Linked DNA regions of Mus musculus: region 2 is linked to region 1. A link is a contact called in public Hi-C data. All regions are on one chromosome and are shown on one strand. Each heading gives the region's core, a stretch centred on a gene start, on an enhancer-like site or on the middle of the called end of the contact. The rest is flanking DNA. Distances are from core to core; before and after follow the strand shown. Region 1 has its middle 45 kb from the start of Npy2r. Region 2 holds the start of Npy2r (neuropeptide Y receptor Y2).

Evidence for each region. A called contact is a pair of places that touch in the nucleus more often than the background predicts.
Region 2: a contact with region 1 is called in a Hi-C map of adipose-derived mesenchymal stem cells, with 1.9 times the contacts expected there. The contact joins the promoter of Npy2r here to the enhancer-like site in region 1. A contact is called at or near these places in 3 of 484 Hi-C or Micro-C datasets (adipose-derived mesenchymal stem cells, cortical neurons and uterus), 2 of 115 datasets of contacts at active chromatin or transcription factors (craniofacial prominence and neural progenitor cells) and 2 of 9 other capture datasets (adipose tissue and liver).

The regions. Positions count from the first base shown.
Region 1 is chr3:82,501,782-82,504,727 of GRCm38.p6, forward strand. No RefSeq gene overlaps it. Among named protein-coding and RNA genes, the nearest start is that of Npy2r, 45 kb to the right of the region's middle. Within about 2 kb of position 1,465, at least 1 of the 459 cell types and tissues checked has an H3K27ac peak or open chromatin away from gene starts, as enhancers often do. A contact at or near this core is called in adipose-derived mesenchymal stem cells, where this site is marked.
Region 2 is chr3:82,546,641-82,549,340 of GRCm38.p6, forward strand. It overlaps Npy2r (neuropeptide Y receptor Y2), which reads right to left and starts at 1,445. Exons shown (of 2, transcript NM_008731.3): 1 at 1,197-1,445.

The sequences.
Region 1 (2,946 bases), core at 215-2,714:
CATGAGATCCATCATAAACCTAATTTGTCAGGCACACAAGACATTTTTCATATACTTCTGACCACAATTATGAGATCAAAACTTGTACAGACACATAGAAATATATAGGAACATAATAGAATGAAAGTTAAGAAGTATTTATTAAGTTAAGCAAATCTTAAAATATAGCAGGCAAATACTCGTTAGGTGAGTGGTATCCAGACAGCATACAAAAGGTAAGGCTTGCATTATGATGCTATGCTATGTGGTATTTTAACTGACTCCTAGTTGGTCAGGAAAGTTTGTTTTGAATTTTGGAACATAAATATTGAAACATTAAAGGAAATAAAATGAAATCATAAACAATCCTCAGCCCCAAATAAGACCAAAAATACGTAACAAGGAACAAAGAGAACAAATTGGGACCTGTGTGGCTCAGAGGTCAAAATATTGTACTGTTCTATGCCCCTCAAGAGAGAGAGAGAGAGAGAGAGAGAGAGAGAGAGAGAGAGGGAGGGAGAGAGAGAGAGAGAGAGGGAGAGGGAGAGGGAGGGAGAGGGAGGGAGAGGGAGGGAAAGGGAGAGAGAGGGAGGGAGAGGGAGGGGGAGGGAGAGGGAGGGGGAGGGAGAAGGAGGGGGAGGGAGGGAGAGGGAGGGGGAGGGAGAAGGAGGGGGAGGGAGAGAGAGGGAGGGAGAGGGAGAGAGAGAAAGATGGAGAGAGGGAGAGGCAGAGACAGAGACAGAGACAGAGACAATAAACTGTAAGCGAACATCTGGAAGGGGGCTACCAGCCTCAGAGTCTGGAAAGGAGGCCCCAGGCTCTGGGTCTTGAAGAAGTAGGCCACTTTTCTCATGCCTTGTTCAAATTACTGTTGAAAGGATTTTAGAATAGACTAATATCCTGTTGAAATGTTGTTCAAAGTTATTGTTCAAGAATTACAGTTTTTATAGCTCTATAGTAGAGCATTTGCCTAGCACGTTTGATACCCTAGATTTTGATCCCTACAACCTCAATAAGCAAGCAAGGAAGCAAACAAGCAAGGAAATGAATAAATCCATTATTTGAATGTAATTTCTTACATAGGAACACATGTTTCAAACATTTGGTTTTTATTAAGTTGTACAAAACAAAAAGAAAGACTATCAAAAATTTAAAGGAATTAAAACTCCATCTCGGATAAGCCTATAGGAACACCTGGGCCACGTTGTTCACACTTCAGAGGTCCCAGGAAAGATACGGTTGTAATTCTCCTTGCATCGTTATCTTCTGGGACCTATATCCTTTCTTTGTAGAAGTAAATAGTTGGAATGCAAACCACACTGACACCATCACTGGCTGCTTCAATGAAGAGTAAGTGTGAAAAGATAATGAGACAGGCCTGATATATGTGAGGACAAAGAAAGAGTGATTCAAGGATTCTATCTCAGAATAGTCATTAGGAAGAGAGGCTTCGGGGTCAGACAAACTGACTCATTTCTCAACCACTCTATTTTCTTGCTGCCAGACACATTTTTTCCCCTTGCAAAAATGCTGTCTCCATATATGCACTTGGGACAATACGATTTCCCAGATTTTTTTTCTTTTAAGACTTTGACTTATGAAGTCAAAGGAAATGAAATTAGTAAGACTACCCTGCTTCGCAAAGAAGCTGTTACTTTAGGGCATCCACTTGGGCTAGTTGTCTAGCAAGACTTAATAAGATGAATCAACTTAGAGAAAGAGAGGCGATACAGAACAGAGAGGTAGGAAGGACTTGAGAGAGAGCTCACTGATGAGATAGACAATAGGTGGAGGTGTGGAGGTGTGAATGGAACAAAGAAAATCTTGCCTTTGTCAGTTTCCTTCACTTAATGCTAATGTGGTGGTTTGACTGAGAAAGATATGTGTGGCAGGGTAATTAATAAAGGGCACAGTTTTGCTTTGACCCATAGTTCTGGGAGTTCCAGCATGGCACCAGTTTAGCTCAGTTTCTGTGAAGGCTTCACAGCACAACAAAGAAAAGGTGATAGATGTGAAAGAGACAGTATGGCAGGAAAGGAAGACAGAAATTGAACCATGGAAGTCAAAACCACTCTCAATAGCCTGGCTCTCCCAGCAACCAGCCCGGTCCCTGCACAGCAGTATCTTCATAAGGAAAGACATGAATCCTTCTTGATGGCCCTGCCACCTTTTTAGAGGCTCCCATCATAGTCACAGCATGGATCAAGCCCTCCATGTGATCTGGGGGTTGTGGTGGGAAGGAGACAACCATACTCACCCATGGCAAGGTTTAAATGGGATCATAGCCAGTTTCTGGAAGCACTTAAAACTCAGACTGAAATGTCTGAGGTAGTCAGATCATGCTAGGACTTTCTGGTCAGGAAAATGCTGCTCAAAAGAATGTGTTCTGTCTAGAAATGACGTGTCCTTGTAGAACTCTCCAGCCACTTTATTCAAAGGCAGAATATTAAGATGTATTACTAGGAGAATCATAGTCTAACATTTTACATTGTTCTAATTGCTTCATGCTTTTCAGTCACTAGGCAATGGAAAGTGATGTGTCAGGAAAATGTCATTTAGTTAATGAAGGCTTTTGAGGAGAGAGAGAGAGAGAGAGAGAGAGAGAGAGAGAGAGAGAGAAGGGAGAGAGGTAGATTGATCAGAAGTGTCAAAGCTTTGTTAGAGTATTATTCGGGAATGTGTGGAGATGTAGGAGATGTATCTCATGTGTGATTTGGTAATAGTTTACCAACTCAGGGAAGGAAGTGGAAAAAGCTTCTGCAAGCCACACATCTCATCCAGCAGCTGCCACCCTACCTGAGCCACCCAGCTTTCATGAGGCTAGGTTGAGAGTAGAGTGTGACGTATTACTCATTGCTGACGTCCAGAGCAGGGCTCACACTCGTGTGAAGCACAACTAGACTTGAATTTATCAACTATGGCCTTGCACAGGGGCCAGTATAAATTTGGATATACTTATCTAAGATG
Region 2 (2,700 bases), core at 195-2,694, 45 kb after region 1:
TGAACACTCTGAGCTGCATGCAGGCACAGTACTAGCCCTGGGCTGGGCAAAGCACTACCCAGGACACAGAATGTATCATTCACAACAGCACTTCTGGAAAAGTAGGAGAGTGAAAGAGAACGTGAGGGTAGACACTGCCACGCGTGACACTCCTGAGGCCCCCAGTCAAACCAGAAAGAGGCAAGGGGGAGAGCCTTTCCTTGAAACAAGGCAAAATGAGACATTCAGGTTATTCAAGAAATTCAAAACTCTGAATAGCGCTGTTCTCTTGAACAGGTGCCCCTTGACTGAGTTTATTACAGAAGCAGTCAGTGTAGAAAGGGAAATGATGCTTTTTTCCTTCTGACGCTCTAGGTGCTTTCTTTAATAAGCCAGAAACCTTCTCCTGCTTTAACTACATGCTGAAATCACTGGAATTGCAAGTTATTTCTGAGATAGAGTCACTCCAGGTGGGCAAAGTGTGACATCCCTGTCTAGCCCTCCTTCCAGTATTGTTTTCCCAGGGAAAACCCCCAAGTTCCATGCTACAAACTATAGTTGCCTGCACCTGTTGGATCTCCTGTGAGGGGAGATGCGGTCTTTAACACTGCAACATACAGGGCATTATTGTTTGCCTAAGTAGAGATGGATGGATCATCTGAAAAGTCAGCGAATGCTTCTCTTTCCTGTATTTGTGCTTCCTGTCTTTGACAGTAGTGTAGTCTCTTAAATGACACTGGGATTTTAATGACTAGTCTCTACTAAGAATGACATTTAAATATTACTGCCCCACCACCACCACCACCATGCCACACAACCACAGACTTCTACTAGTAGGTGACCCCATCTTGGGGAAATGAATGGAAGCCTAAATAAATCTCTATTTTTGAACAGCCTTAGAAAACCCTACATGATCTTGCACTTCAGAAAGTGCTTGAGTTTTAAAGAGGGGGCAAAGTCATATCTTACTGTCTCATACTGTAGCGCTCAATCAAGGAACAGTCTATAACCTTCAGCAGAAAAGAAAAAGTCCAGCAAAAGAAGAAAAGCGAAGTGGTACTAGCCCACCTAGTTCCAGTGTTCCACTTAATGCCTGGAGGGGTGGGCGGCTCCCCTTCGGAACACATCCCCATGCCCTCTTACCCCTGACAGGACCCGGGGCTCCTCTAGGGCTGTTCATGATCTCAGAAGGAGAACTGGAGTTTGAACTTACTTACTGTATTGACTCTTGCGCGTTCCTTCTCAGATGAGGAATCCAGGAATTTCAAGCAAGGGATTATCTAAACAGCCAGTCTGGAGACAGTCCTGGGAGGCACCCAAAGCAGGTCCGATTTGGTGTGAGCCAGCAAGTGAGATCAGAAGCAGGAGCGGCAAAGCGGAACAGCTGCAATGCTGTGCCTGCTCGGCTTCTCGGTGGACCTCTAAAGCCACTCGATCAGGGACCCCGCACTGCACAGCTCAGAGCCCCGGGTAGGAGTGGGTGGGGAGGGAGGAGGATCGGAGATAGAAGTGGAGAGAAACGCCGCCCTGGAAGGAAAGGACACAGGTAGGGGAACTGCGGAGCGAGGGAGTGAGGCAGATAAGTTCCCCGTAGTCAGAGACTGGAGATTAGTGTCCTCCAACCTTAGTTGCACGCTATGCAGCGTAGCGCCTCATCGTTCCTCGCCACCACTCCCTGCAGCTGCTATTCACTCCACTTAGGAGTTCACCTAATCTGCAGAGAAAAGTGCAGGGCAGTGGCGAACCCCGATGCAGGGAGGGAGCTGTGGTCCCTGGCTATGTGAACAGCGACAGACACCTCAGGCTTGCGGGTGTGGGCTGGAGAGAGGTTCCACACTTGGGGTGGAGGGGCAGAATCCCACTCTGGGCTAGGAGTTTCCTTGTGTAAAAACCAAGGAGGAGAACGAACTCCTCGCAGAAGCTGGATCCCAAGGACAAACAGCCAGCGCGCCCTGCCACACAGCGCAGGCACAGGAACTGTGGTTAACACGAGTCCAGTGCCTGGGGGACGGGAGCAGCAAAGCCCTTAACAGGTGTCCCTGGAACCCTGCGCCTTCAGATCACAAGCCCAGGTGTCCCAGCGGAACACTGGCAAAACTGTCCCTCGGGAAGAACGTAGAGAACAGCAGTGGGTCGTAAAACAGTCTTTCTTTGTCCAATTAGTTGACTTCAAAATTCTTCGCCTTTAGTTCTTGCACCATTCGAGATTTCGAGAGAGCAGGGAGACCATGCCTCGGGAAATGTTCCTCAGGAGTGAAGCCCGAAGGCTGAAAGAGGACATGCAGGACTTTCAGTCACGCTAGAGGGCTGTTTCAACCTTACCCTGCAAACTCTTCATTCACCAGCAGTCTTTCCAGAGGTTTGCTACAAGTCTCTTTTCCTTCAGATTTTAAAGGGGGCAGTAGAGACTTGAAAGCCAGGAAGCCAGGCTTGTCTTAACCACCGTGTCTCTCAGAGCTGCACAAGTCACCTCGCTGCATTGGATCACTCTTCTTGTTGTTTTCTTTTCTTTCTTTCTTTTTTAATTTATAAAATAAGGATGGCCACATTAGTTCTCAGAATGTCTCTGAAGGATACAAAACAATGATTCGATTTAGATTAGGTGTCTCGAAAAAAAAAAGTTATACTTAACCTATTTTTAAAAGACAAGTACTCCCCCACGTAGTAATAATTACTCCTTTATTGGGAAATGGATTTTCAGTCCCGTGGCCACTGAAAGTC